2 separate regions of the Zea mays genome follow, and region 1 is linked to region 2. Evidence: chromatin contacts called from public Hi-C data. All regions are on one chromosome and are shown on one strand. The core of a region is the stretch at or near the end of the contact, and the rest is flanking DNA. Distances in the headings are between cores, read along the strand shown. Region 1 holds the start of LOC103635519 (cytochrome P450 709B2). Region 2 holds the start of LOC103635455 (cytochrome P450 709B1).

Evidence for each region. Hi-C and Micro-C count contacts between places; a contact is called where the count stands out from the background.
Region 1: a contact with region 2 is called in a Hi-C map of leaf, with 6 times the contacts expected there. The contact joins the promoter of LOC103635519 here to the promoter of LOC103635455 in region 2. A contact is called at or near these places in 4 of 25 Hi-C or Micro-C datasets (bundle sheath, leaf and leaf mesophyll).

Annotation. Positions count from the first base shown.
Region 1 is chr1:64,276,848-64,284,008 of Zm-B73-REFERENCE-NAM-5.0, reverse strand. LOC103635519 (cytochrome P450 709B2) reads right to left here and starts at 4,700. Exons shown (of 5, transcript XM_008657952.4): 1 at 4,172-4,700; 2 at 3,717-3,940; 3 at 3,382-3,626; 4 at 2,881-3,298; 5 at 2,075-2,804. The coding sequence starts at 4,433. The coding sequence ends at 2,373.
Region 2 is chr1:64,146,048-64,153,354 of Zm-B73-REFERENCE-NAM-5.0, reverse strand. LOC103635455 (cytochrome P450 709B1) reads right to left here and starts at 4,292. Exons shown (of 5, transcript XM_023301288.2): 1 at 3,133-4,292; 2 at 2,611-2,834; 3 at 2,234-2,499; 4 at 1,732-2,119; 5 at 972-1,633. The coding sequence starts at 3,418. The coding sequence ends at 1,199. It overlaps LOC100275086, which reads left to right and starts at 4,873. Exons shown (of 1, transcript NM_001149271.2): 1 at 4,873-6,374. The coding sequence starts at 5,009. The coding sequence ends at 6,160. LOC103635445 reads right to left here. Exons shown (of 3, transcript NM_001353861.1): 3 at 6,582-7,307. The coding sequence ends at 7,237.

The DNA.
Region 1 (7,161 bases), core at 3,451-5,950, 130 kb before region 2:
ATGGTCACAAGCCCTACTTGGTGGAAGATGGGTAGGAGCTTCAAATAAGTGTTCATACTCCTGCAGAATGGTCTGAATAGCGGAAGGTAACAGACTGAAATCCACTGCATTACATTCTGGGGTGACAGCCAATACTTGAATAACTGTAGTAGGAGGAATATTGGGTAATATGCCTTGTAATAAAACTGTAGTAGGGCTGACTGGATTGACATCCATTTTTGTTCCCAGTGAACCTCCATAGGACTGTGGGACTCAAGCCAATCCATACCTAAAATAATGTCATAACAATATAGTGGAAGGATCTTGAACGTAGTAGAAAACTGAATACTATCCACAGACCACTGAATGTGCTGGAGTTCAGAAGTGCAGACAAGTTGAGATCCATTAGCGACAGATACACGCAAGGGTATGGACAAAGCAGATATTCCTGGTAACTTGTGAGCCAAAGTGGAACTGATAAAAGAATGAGAGCTTCCACTATCAACCAATATCAACACTTGATGATCTGCAATAATTCCCAGAAATTTCAAGGTTTTGGAATACTCAGTACCAGTCACTTCAGCCTGAGAAAGAGTTATAAACAACTGAGAAGAGGACTCCACTGTCTCCTCGAACGGTTGAGCATCAACAGATCCCAACAGTTCCCAAACTTCTTGAACTACATGTAACTGCACAGAAGGGGAACACTTGTGACCCTTGAACCACTTTTCAACACAAATTTTACAGAGACCTTTAGCCATTCTGTAAGCTTTTAAGGCATCAAGTTTGTTTCCAGTAGGAGCAAGCTTCGCTGACTCCATCACTTTGTTATCATCCAGAGATGGTGGGGAAGGCAATGGATATGCAGGTTTAGCCGTTGGCCTGTACTCTGATTTAACTGAATAAACATGATCAACTTGTCTCTTGTACTCAGGCTTCTTTGTTGAAATAAACTCTTCTTCCTACAAAGAGGCAAGCACACAAGCAGTATCCAGGTCCGGAGGCCGTTGCATCAAAATAGAAGAACGAATGCTGGGATGTAAACCATCAATAAAACGAGTAGTGTAGTAAAGTGGGTCGGTGACAGACTCGTAAGCATGCAACTGATCGACTAATTCAGTGAACGATGCAATATAGTCAGAGACAGATCCAAACTGTTTAATGTGGAACAATCTACGAATCAACACCTCGTGCTCGTCACGACCAAAACGATCCATAAGGAGTGTGCAAAATGTATCCCATGGCGCATGAGTGAGCCTACGCTCCATGGATTGAAACCATCGTGCAGCCGGACCTTCTAAGTACATAGTAGCCACCTTAACCCACACATCGCGATCGACAGAATACATATCAAAGTAATTCTGACAACGGGAACGCCACAAACGTGGATTGGTCCCATCAAATTTGTGGAAAGGCATCTGGGGAAGATGACCACGAGGATGGAACCCCCCTTGAAACTGATGGTACGAATGCGGCACAAACTGATCATGTGGAATATGAGGTACAAAGAAGGATGGATCCGACGTACCCTTGACCGGGTGACGGGTCTGGGGTCCGAGGGACCCAGACATCATCCCGGGTATGATTGTCAGTGCGGTGGCCGATTGGCCCATCAGCGCGTGATCCGGCAGCTTGTCGCGAAGGAGCCGACTCGGTGCCGAGAACACCCGGCTGGGATGCGGAGTTGACGCGCGCATCGCGCTCGAAGAACTTGTTGAGTTTGGAGATCTCCAGGCGGATGTCAGACACCGAAGATTCGATCTCCGGCTTCCATGCAGTGAAGGATCGATCAAATTCGGTGGCAGCTTCCTCCAGGGCTTGGATGCGAACGTTGCGGTTCTCCTCAGCCACAGATAAATCGGCGAATCTCTGATTCAGAATTGTGTCATGGTCAGCGAAACCCTTGGCAATTTCCTTGGAAACTTCCGTCCGCATCAATTCATCATCTCCTCGAACATGGATTTGAGGTTGGGATCCATGGCTCCCAACCCATTCTGTCGGCGAGTATAGTAACGGTGGTGCTGCTCCAGACCGGAACGAGGTCTTTGATACCAATTGTTAGGAGATGCTAGGAGGGAGACAGAAGACTTGGACAGGAAGAAGAGTAGATGGCAGAGTAGATAGGCAGAGCGACAGTCTGTCCAGAATTCTTATTACAAGTCTGATGTCTTTTCCCTAATCAATATTCCCTTATATCTCAATTACAACTCACACAAACTCCCTAAGCCGAGTACTAGGCCGGCGCAGACTGGATCCCCTTCGTGGGCCTGCATTGGATGGTTCTTCTGTCGGGCTTGTTACAGCAGTAGTAACACAAAGAGAGTACCATTTGTCACACACTAGTCATGTATTCATTTTCACACACAAAACGAGCTTTTACAATATTATCCCTCTCAGCCATCCACATTCCTGACGATGAGAGGCATCCCAAGCTTGGGTGTCAAGGACAGGAGATACTTGGGCTTGTGAACATACTTTGGGGAGAGGGAGAAGGAGAACCTCCTGAGGATCATCGCCATGACGACCTGCACTTCTACGATGCCGAAGCTCTGGCCAGTGCACACTCTTGGGCCCAGGGAGAAAGACAGCAGCGCCTTGGGATCCTTGGCGGCCTTTGTGAGGCCATGCTCGAACCTCATCGGGTTGAACTCATCGGCGTCGGGGCCCCAGACCTGCTTGTCCCGGTGCAGCATGGCAATGGGGATGGAGATGACGGTGCCCTGGGGCACCTTGATGCCTCCAAGGACGGCGTCCCAGGCAGCCCTCCGCTGTATGTACACGATCGGCGGGTAGAGCCGCGACGTCTCCAGCAACACCATGTATAGCTGCATGCATGATGGATGCATGGGTGAGTGAGTGTTTATTGCTTTCTGAGAGCAGAGATGCGTGTAAACTACGTACCAGCTTGAGCTTGGCGAGGACATCGGCATGGGGAACCTCGCCGTCGTCGCTGGTGCAGAATTCCCTGACGACCTCCTCCCTGACTTTGTCCTGCCATTCCGGGTGCACGGCGAGCAGGAACATGGCCCAGACCAGGAGCGTAGCTGTGGTTTCCTGCCCCGCGGCGAAGAAGGTCTTGCACTCGTCGATCACCTCGTCGGTTGTCAGCGTCTCGCCGCCGTTCCCGTGCTGCGGCTGCGGCGTCCACGCCTCTAGCAACAGCCCAAGTAGGTCGCCTCCGCCGGAAACGGCGCCGCCGCGCCCACCACGCCTATCAGCTCCGTCGGCGGCCAGCCGCGCCTGCATGATGGACATGATCTTGCTTCTCAGCTGTTTGTTCAGACGCCGGACGTGCAGGTTACGCCGAGTTGGCAGATACCTAAACAAACGAAACAAACAAAAAAAAAAAGATTACTCCTCCACTTGCACCGACTTGATGGAGATGATGACAGCGTACCATACCAGAGTATTGGAGCATCGAGCGTGGCCGCAGTGGCGAGCTTCTGCATCTCCCGCATCAGTACAATGACCTCCTCGACTTCCCGGTGGCTCGTGCCGAAGGCGACGCGGCCATTGACCTTGGAGGTCAGGTCGTTGAAGGCGTGGATCATGTCTATCTCGGCGGATTCCTCTTCGCTTCCGTGTATCTGGCCGCGCCATTGCTGCATCATCTGCTCCGTTACCTCTGCCGTCACCGCCGACATGCTCTGAATGAACACACACGCGCGCAGCAGTGTAAATGAAACCAATCATCTTCTACTATATATATATGTTAGATGTGCCTTTGTCTACCGTACCTTGATCGTCTCATGGTTGAACGCAGGGAGGACCACTTTGCGGTGCCGCTTCCAATCGTCTCCGTTTATCAATATGACACCGTTGCCGAAGAGGAACTTGAGCACGGGGATCATGAAGTCCTTCTGATACAGGCCCGTCCTGTCTGTCAGAACCTGCTTAATCAGCTGTAGATCAGTAGACAAGACAGCGGGAATCGGCCCGATCCAGAACAGCAACGTTCTCCCTGCACGAATGCCCAACAATATATATGTATATTTGAGGTTCCGTTTAATCAAAATCTTGAAGATAATGTCTTGTCGGCACTGGTTCATGACGAGTCACTCACGGCCAACCATGCATTTCCAACAACTGTAGACAGGCGCCTACTACATGTTTCTTGACAATTTCTTCTAGTAGAGAAGAAACGGGAAAAAAAAAATGGAGAATCAGCACCACCGGTGGTCACCAAGTTTACCATAGTCCGCGACCCATCTGTGAAACTGCGGCAAGAGGACGGGCATGATGTCGTGGCAGCCGGCGTCCAGGGGCGCCGTCCCTCTCCGGCCGGCCATCAGCAGCCGCTTCGCCTCCGGCAAGGACCCTGCCAGGAACGTGTAGGGCGGGCCCCGGATGCCCTGCCTGGCGAACGACCGCGCCACGGCGTGCGGCCGCCACACCAGGCGCCACAGCGCGAGCAGCAGCGCGAGAAGAGCGGCCAGCTGCACGGCCACCACCATGTCCGCCGATGCGAAATGAGGCTTGATCAGAGGTCCTTTTTATTGCCACACACAGTACCATGCCGTGCGGCTACCATGTGGGTGGAGTGTCATGCTTTGTATTCATAATAATATGCTATATAGTTCCTCCCTAAAAATGAAAAAAAGAAAGAAAATGATGTATAGCATGCATGGCTTGTTGGCAGCGTCGGTGCCATACCGCCATGTCCAGTTGAGGTGGTGGTCATCACAATGATCAACACGAGACAAATAAGGCCCTGCTTATTTTCGCTTATTTGGTGGTGACCGTGGCAAGAAACGTATAATACCACCAAACACCCTACGATAAACTCGCTCCTTCCTGTCGTGTCATTTTCCAGAGTAAAAAATTGAACTAGTAATGGAGAATCGAAAAACCGGTAACAACTTTTGGGGGATACGAGGAATCGGTGACCGCAAGAATCATAACCAGAAAAGGCGAAAATAAACAAGGCCTAAATAAGCACCTTTTATTATATGTTGTTTAAGGTTAAAGTCACTTGATAATTGATATATGTAGAAGAAGAAAGTTCATAGTAGTTGATCAAAATGATTATCCACCTTTTATGATTTAGAAATAGAGAAATCAATAGTAGTTGATCAAAAAAAAAGTATAGAGTAGATGTCGACTTCTTCTGGGTCCATGAACTCGTATAGAGTTCATGAGCAACTGAGGTGAGACCTCCCTATGATTGCATACGTTGAGTGTAAGAAGAAGACTATGTTGGAGCATAGAGTGAAGAATGTGTGTCCCAACTAGGGCTTCATCTTCTACAAGTGCGTAGATTACAGTGTGAGTTATTTTGATCCACCTATTTAATGGTTTGTAGTCATTTTTATGATGACTTTGATTAAACTTTTTATTAATTTGGTGTTCTCCTTTCAGTGGGAAGTAAAGGTTGATATTGCAATGAAGAGTATGTTAAGCATGTGCAAAAGTCAATTGAGGTGACCGATGAGAGTGCACCTATATATGAACAGATGAACCAATAGGAGAAGTCAACCAATGAAGAACTGATAAAGAATCTATCTATTTTAGATGGAATTAGTCACAAAATGTTTATTCTATTGAAGTGCATTGTTGCCTTAGTTTGTTTAGTGCTATTTTGGAATGTCTATATTGTACCAAGGCTTCAACAAATTAGGACCTTTTAAATTAGTTATATCATGTAATAGATATTTATGACCTTTTTAACTAATGATAGCATGGTCTAACATGCATGCATGTCCTAATGATAGCATGCTCTAACACGCCCAAAAGATGAGAAATTGGATGCATGTTCGATTTGTGATGCATCAGAACATAAGATCGAGCGAGATGGCCCTAGTGATAGTGATGGTGAATGATCTAGAAAGAGAGTTCATGCCAAGGTGATGTGCTATGCTCCTATAATACTATGCCTTGAAACATTTGTTTAAAAATAAAGAGCATGCAAAGTTGTTACAATGGCAGAAAGAAGACCATAACATATATGCTATGTTGAGATACCCCACTAATGGGCCCTACTGGAGAAAAGTCTATAGAGAATTCTCGAGAGTTTTTAGAGGATACAAGGAACTTAAGGTTTGGTGTAAGTGAAAGGAAAATGTGTCCTTAGGCCATTTCAATTTTGTTTTGGTGATTAAATGTTCAACACATTGTCTTGGACTAACATCTTGATGTATGAGCATAGGCACAGATATTTGGAAGGCAAATTGAGAAACATAGGAAAAGTGCATTTGGTGTATATTGCAAATCCTATCACAATAAAGGAACAAGGTTTGATTCTAGCACTTAGTAAATTGTTTTAGTTGCTAACTATGTTCATCTAAGTGCTAGGAAACTTCTCAAGTCGAACCATTTTGGAGAAATGGTGTTTGGCTAAGATTAGCCAAACATGTGCCAGTCTGGGGAGCACCAGACTGTCTGGTGCCTAGGCTATCAGCTGGCTGAACAGGTCACTCTCAGGAAAGTGCTGAGGCTCGATGGCTATAATTCATCGAACTGTCCAGTGTGCATCGGACTGTCCGGTGTGCTAGCCGCGCGCCTGGCTACGGTCGGTCATGCAATCAGCGTTGGCCACGTCAGCCGAACCAACTGTCACCAGGTTGCACCACACTGTCTGGTGTGCCAAGTGACCAACAGCTAGCAACGGTCGGCTCGACTGATTAAGGAAGGGAGTCGGTGCATCGGACAGTCCGGTGTGCATCAGATTGTCCGGTGCACCCACGGATAGAACGCAACTAGGGCCTTCCAAATGAAGATCAAATGGCTCCTGGGTCCCTTGGGGCTATAAAAGAACCCCTAGGTGCCATGGGACAGTACACAAGCACACTTTGAGAAATCTACAACTCCTAGACTTTGCGACCACACTGTCGGATCATTAGATAAAGATTTGAGCGCGTTCTTGAGTTGTGACTCCATTATTTTGATTCTTGCTCTTTTCTTGACTTGTGTGTGTGTTGTTGCTATGATTGAGTTCTTGTGTGTGTTTCTACTCCCCCCATACTCCGGTTTTAATTAAGATCATTTGTGTAAGGTGTCAGAGACTCCAACTTGTGGAGATTCCTCACAAACGAGATTTGATATAAGGAAGAAAACCATGGTACTTGTTGGCAACTTGTTCTCAAATGCTTCGAATTAAGAACAAGGCAACATAAAATGTTAAATGTTAATGCCCTTCGTCCATTGAAGCATTATCTCCCCAAGGGTATAATGAACTTCGGACGA
Region 2 (7,307 bases), core at 3,043-5,542:
AGGAAACAAATAAAACTGGATCGTGGCGAACCTAACCTATCGTGTCGCACCTAAGGCACAGGCACATCACGACCGTTATAGGCCCTATGGACAACGGGAGCCATACTCGAGCCAAGCTAAACCATATTTGGCCACTTAACCTGTCGTATCGCACCTAAGGTCCAGGCACAACACTACCAGTATGGGCCCTATGGACAATGGGTTGAGCCATGCTAGGTGATGGGCCGCTCAACAGGCCCGACCCATTTGCTTGATCTCGACTCGTCTGCCATGTACACTAGTGATACACTTGTGCAGGCGGAGCTACCAGATGTTAGTGTAATAGAATTGTTAGGTCATCGATTGAGGTACATGAGTTTTCGATTTGGTAAATTTAGGAATATTAGGTTCAATTCGAGAACGTAGTTATTTGATTGAGAAAGGGAGAGACGCTAGCGCGGATATCCTTTGTGGCACCATCGTCCGTCACGCCTGTGATGTCTGAGGAGGCGAAGAGGGCCCTGTTGCCACCATCCTCGCAAGTCACAGAACTCAATTTTTAACTCTAGGTTTGAAATTAAATTTATGAGATATTTATGTCTACATGTTTACATGCTTATACACTAGTAAGAGAGTAAAATTATCAAGGTTATATTTTAATTTCATATAAGTTCCATGGAATATTGTAATATTATTTTTAATTTGGTACAGGCTTAGGCTTTGTTTGTTTGTGTTGGATTGGTGGGTCGGAACGATTCCTAACTGGATTGCTTCTCTAATTTATATAAATTTTGATTAACTAGAACGATTCCGGATGCAATCCGATATAAACGAACAAGACCTTAACAATAACAGGACATCCCGTGCTTCTCTACATGTGCAATCATCGCAATTTGCAACCATCCGAATCCGACGGGCCAAATCAAGGCTGTAAAAAGCTTTGTAACTCAGCTTAGCTAGCTGCCTTTGCAAGATTTTGTCAGCTCGGGTAATTCAACTCAGAACCAACTCCGAATACAAAGTTCTATGTAGCATTATATATTTATATACATAATACGGGCATAAAATCCCAGAAAGTTACCAGTTTTCAACAAGTTTTGGTTCTTTAGCCTTACTGTTTGGCGGATGAAACCAAGTCCTGAATACTGACCTCTTATGCATACTTAGACAGTTAGACCCCCCAAAAAAATCAGCTATCAGGCTACAGATCCATTTCACATCATACATCCGGGAGTGGCCTCAAAACTATGGGAAGGCCGAACTTAGGCTGGAGCGTGATATAATCCACAGGCGCGTGCACGTAGCTCGAGGAAAGCGTGAAGGAGAACTTCTTCAGGATCATGGCCATCACCGACTTGGCTTCCAGCATCGCGAAGTTCTGGCCGATGCATGCCCTCGGCCCGATCGAGAACGACAGAAGAGCCTGCGGGGTCTTGGCCGCGTTCGTGACCCCGTTCTGAAACCTCAACGGATCGAAGTCATTGGCGTTGTCGCCCCAGACCTCTCTGTCTCGGTGGAGGAACGGGACAGGTATGGCGATCCCGTTGCCTTTCGGTATGCTGAGGCTGCCCAGCCTTATGTCGGAGGTAGGCTTTCTTAGCATGAGCATGACAGGGCCGTAGAGTCTCAGTGTCTCGAGGAGCACCATCGTCATCTGCAATGTAATGGCAACAACCTTCGATGTCAGCAGCAGCTAAAGATCGCGGTCAAGACATTTAAGATTCATGCAGTAGTCACAAGTAGATGCGGTACCTCATTGAATTTGTTAAGCGTGTCTGCAGTAGGGTTTGCCTGTCCACACTCTCTCAGGACCTCGTCCCTTAGCCGTTGCTGCCATTCCGGGTACACGCTGAGCAAGAACATTGTCCAGGTGAGCAGATGGGACGTGGTCTCGTGGCCTGCGAAGAAGAATGTCTTGCACTCGTCTATGATCTCGTCCATGGTCAGGCTCGACTCGTCCCGTTCCCCTCCTCCTCGTTCCGCTGTGAGCCAGGCCTCGAGCATCAGGCCGAGCAGGTCGTCTCCGTATCCACTACTCCTCCCATTGGATGCCACCCGCGACTGTATGATCGCCGTGAGCGTCGTCTTCATCTTCTTTTCTAGCGCCCACTTGAGCCTGTTGTTCTTGGTAGGGAGATACCTGGAAGTAGTAAAGAACTCAATCAACCAAACCGTCGTTTGGATGTACAGAAAAGGCAAAGACCGATTACTGGTGACCAAGAAGAGGCAAGAAAAGAAATAGAGATCGACTTGCTTGAATCCTGGCAGCTGCACGTTGAGGAGAGTCGCCATGGCGAGCGCCAGGAGCTGCTTCTGCGTATGGAACACCTCTTTGCCCTCCTTGTAGCTGCTTCCGAAACCGGTGTGGGAGATAACGTCCGCCGTCAGGTCCTGGAACTGCTTGCTGAACTCCACTTGCACTTCTCCCCTCCCACCGTCCTCGCTGGATCTGCTGGCTGCGAGCTGTTCCCACCGCTTGATCAGTGGCTCAGCACAGCTGACCATCGTCTCCGTCATCATCTTACGAAACCGGCCATGAACGAATGCATTTCAGACAACGTGTCGCCCACCGGTGGGGAGATCTGAGATGAGCACTGAGATGAATCTAGGAGATTATTAATTAATTGTCACCTTGAGCTTGTCCATGGCGAAGGCTGGGTTGACCACCCTCCGATGGCGCACCCAGTCGGTGCCTTCCACCAGGACCAGCCCTTTGCCGAGCATTGCCAGGATAGTCGGGTGGGCGTCGTCCTTGAAGAAATGACCCGACTTGTTGAAAAGAACCTGCCTTACCGACTCGTAGTCGAAGAGGCAGACCCGGGGCCGCGGACCCATCCAGTACAGGAATGGCTCCCCTGCGCGGCGTTGGAACAAAAACCTTCAGTTTCAATTCCATGCCAAGCCGGAGAGAGTTAAAACTGGTACCCAGCCATGAGTTTAATTTCAGTGTTCGTTTTGCCTGAGCAACTCAACTACAGTACAGAAAAGTAGTGCTAGCGTGGAAGTAGTGAAAAAATATATCAAGCATAGCAGGAACAGATCAACAGAGCATAGATGATCAATAACATCAAATCAGGAAGGAACTACGGATACAGGAGACGCATAGAAATAGATACATCCTGGATGACTGGACGAACAGACAGGCATACCTACCGTACTGCTGCTTCCAGGCGAGGAAGTGGGGCATCACCCTGGGGAGGTAGTTGTGGTCGCGGACGTCCAGCCGGAGCCCGTCGTCGGCCTCCGCCTTCATCCTCCTCATCTCGCGGTTGCAGCCGCTGAGGAAGCTGTAGGGCGGCCCGCGGACCCCCTGCGCCCTGAACATGCCGGCCACTGCGCGGGGCCGCCAAAGGAGGCGCACCACGACGTAGTCCCAGAGCCACGCCGCCGCCAGCGCCAGGAGCGCGGTCGCCGAGGCCAGGAGCAGCGTGGCCGCCATGCCCGCACACGGTTTGATCGCCTCGCACGCTGGGTGGGTGGGGGGAGGGGGGACTGCCTGTGTGAGAGGAGGTGCCGGTGCGCTGCCGTCTTTTTAACTCCTCCGTGCCGTCACTGCCGTGCAGTGTCGAGACGAGAGAGAACTGCTCCAAATTAAATAACGAAGAGGACTGTTTCCGCCGAAAATTGTATCCTTTTCCCTGCAGAAATCATCATCGTTAGCATAATCTTCCAGTCAGGGTCGTTAATTAGTTACGTTTCCGTTCATGCACTTTGATATTTATGAAGTTTAAGACTATGTGGATGTCAGTCTGTACTAATGTTAAATAATCTTTATATTATTATATTTTTGAGCACTCTGCAATGATGAATCATTTATGTAATTGATGTGTACGTGAGTTTTAATTATGTTCGGTTTGACTTCTGAAAACAGGTGTAACCGTTGGAAGTTAACCGCAACTTATAAGAGGGCGAGAAAGCTATAAGATGTTATGAACTTTTGACCCTGAGCCTGTTAAAAGTTACCTGACCGTTGAAAGTTAATTGTTTCGGCGCAGTGGGATATGAATAGCATCATGGCTTACAAGCAAAGATTGAAAGATATATCATAATTGATTAAACTTCTATCTATAAACAATAATTAATTTGATATCTATCTATAGCAATTATACAATAATTCTAAATATATAATTAGAGATCGTACCAATGACGTTTAAATATATTTTATGTTTTAATAGTAATAGTTTGGATTAAAAAATGCATCAAATTATAGCCCGGTAAAGAAACATGTGCCCCTATTCTTTTTAGGCTCCTATTCTTACTAGGCTCTAGAGAATACAGTAAAAAGGGGGAGTGTCATCCAAAATTATATGCAAGGAGAAGATTGATGTAATGGATGAGTTCAAAGGTTTGCGTTTAAGACATTGAGGGGAGCAGGGACTAAAATTTAGTCTATATCGGATATCTAAATATTAGTTAATTATAAGTCTAATAATGGCATAAACCATGGATAATTAATGCCATTGACGATGTGACATGTGAGAAATAAAAATTACATAGAGTTATAAGTACGTATGTGTTCAATGCTTCAAGCACTTCAGACTAAAAGAGAGAGTTGTGAAATCTGAGAGCATGGGTGTAAAGTATTTTCACATTTTCTATGCAATACTATGATTTTTAGTAATACCATAATATTTTATAGCATAAGACGTTTGTTTGCATTCCTAAAACTATATTAGATACCCTGATATTTTTTAGAGTATTAGAAACTCTAATCTAATCCAATTTTTTCGTGGCATAGCTATCTTTTGGCTAATCAATATCAAACATTTGATTTGGCCAGGACTAAATCTAATCCGTGGAATCAAACGGAGCAGAGTAGGGATGCGGTGGAGGGGGCTTGGTAGCGTGTTACCCCGGTCCAACCATACCGCTAGTCCGCCGCGTAGGCTAACCAAACCAACCAAGGTTGTAGTCCCAAACCCCACCCGGGCCGCCGGGCGCAAGCGGTCGAGCTCGAGCTCGAGCCCAATCCATCGGAAACCCCCAACCCTAGCCTCCGACTCGAGCCGATCGACCCCGATCCGATCTAATGTTCCCCACCGTCGACGACCCCTCCGCCGCCGGCGCCATGGTGTCGGCCTCCTTCCCTGACGCCGACGCCTACGGCAACGGCGACTCCGACGACCTCGACTTCCCCGTGGACCCAAACCCTAACCCCGTGTTCTCCTCTCCCGCCGCCCCCGCGTCCGCCGGCGCGGCCGGGGAGCGGCGCCCACTGTTCCAGCGCCTGTGGACGGACGAGGACGAGATCGTGATCCTGCGCGCCTTCGCCGAGTTCACGGCGCAGCGGGGCACCGCCTTCGCGTCGCACCAATACGACACCACCCCCTTCTACGAGGACATGCGCCGCCGCCTCAACACCGGCTTCACCAAGAACCAGCTCGTGGAGAAGATCCGCCGCCTCAAGCGCAAGTACCGCAACTGCGTCGAGCGCCTCCGCGTCGCCGGCGCCGGCTTCAACTTCCGCTCCCCGCACGAGCAGGCCATCTTCGAGATCGCCCGCACCATCTGGCGCCCCGCCTCCGACAAGCACGGCCGCGACTCCGACGACGAGGGCGGCGGCGGCGGCAACAACGCCCACGACGCCACCTTCGCCATGGACGCTGCCACCTTCGCCATCGACGCCGCCCTCGCCGCCGCCAACGGGGGGTCCGCCAAGTCCCCTACCTCGAGGCCACGACGTGGCCGCCGCCGCCGCACGGGCGACTTCCCCGCCGACGCGGTCCCGGAGACGACGCTCGCGCTGCCGCCGGCGCCCATGCCGGTGATGACCGAGGACGTGCTCCCCTCGTTCCCGCAGGTGACTGCGGCAGCGGTCATGGACGGCGGCTGCGGCGTCAGCGTGGACCCAGCCTCTGGGCTGCCGGCCGCGCTGTCAACAGCTGCGGCGGCAGCGGCCGTCTCCGGCAGCAGCACCGCGGAGAACCCCATCCTGGCGGCGCTGTTCAAGGAGATGGTGCACGCGATGCTGAGCGTCGGCGTCGGCGGCAGCACGGCGCTTCTGGGGCTGGAGCCGCCGCCCCCCATCGCTGGGGTGCCGATGGAAGGGGAGAAGTGGCGGCAGCAGCGGATCCAGGAGCTGGAGGTGTACCTGCGTCGGATCGACCTGCTGCAAGACCAGGCGAGGGCGGCGCTGGACGAACTCAGGTCCGCCCCGCACGCCGGAGGAATGAACACCTGATGATCAGCAGCTCCAGAGTCGCGTCGTCTTGCAGATAGCGCATCGTCCATAACCATGAGAAAAGATCATTTTTACCGGTAGATTTCTCTAGGCTCGAGCAGCAGCAGCAGAAGGGGAGTTTCGTCTGTAATTCTCATTTTCTGTCTGCGCTGCAGACTAAGCCGCCTGGTCTTCTCTTATTTTATATATAATAACTTATATAAAGATTGTCCTATCGTGCGTGCCTAATGTATCCTATTTAAAATTTACAAAAGAACGTGACCTGAGCTACTAATGCCAGTCTTTTCACTGCACATGGAATATCTTCGCATCGCTAGCTGTTGATGCAACCAGACAGTAGCCAAGGGTATCGAACAGCTCCCCACCCCAGATACAGGAGACGCCTCATGGTTGCTAGTAATTGGATACAATGAATATTGGAGGAAAGTTTGAGTGCATCAAAGAATTTCGCATCACTCTAAAAAAAGTGATGCTAAACGGTTGTATGATAGTCACATACTCACATGACACTATCTCAGACTTATCAGCTAGTAGCATCAACTGTCTATAGGGACAAAATATTGTAGAAACCGTATCCGCAGCTAGATTAAAGCCGCAACAAACATGGTGGATGATACTTTGGTCCTCGGAGTCGAAGCATCGTCGTGATCAACAATGAATATCAGAGGATGACATTCTGTAGCCCAACTAGAGATGCACAGACCCAAGTTCAATCCAATTTCAGACACCACTGTGCCAGAGCCACTCAGGAGACACATAAAAAAGCTTTACTTTTCTGTCTTGCTCTTCTCAAAATAATATAGAACTTCCTATGCAGATAGCAAAAATGCTGGGACCTGCGTTGCTCCGGTAGTACCGGGGGCAAATCCATTCACGTCCTTTGATACACAGACCTGATACCTCCCTTGATTGACCTATCACTGTCACACAAACTACCTACTCGATAACTTAATACTAATATTATGACTAATCATTTCACCTTTTTCTTGCTGCCACTCATCAGTAGTTCAGTAGTATCAGTAGTTGCAGAATCCTAGACGGCCACAGGAAAAGAAGATTTAACTTTTCCTGTACCATCAGTAGTTGCAGGATCCGCTGTTGCGTTTTAAGGACAGCGGCTGCCAGCCTGAAGAATGAGGCACGAGCC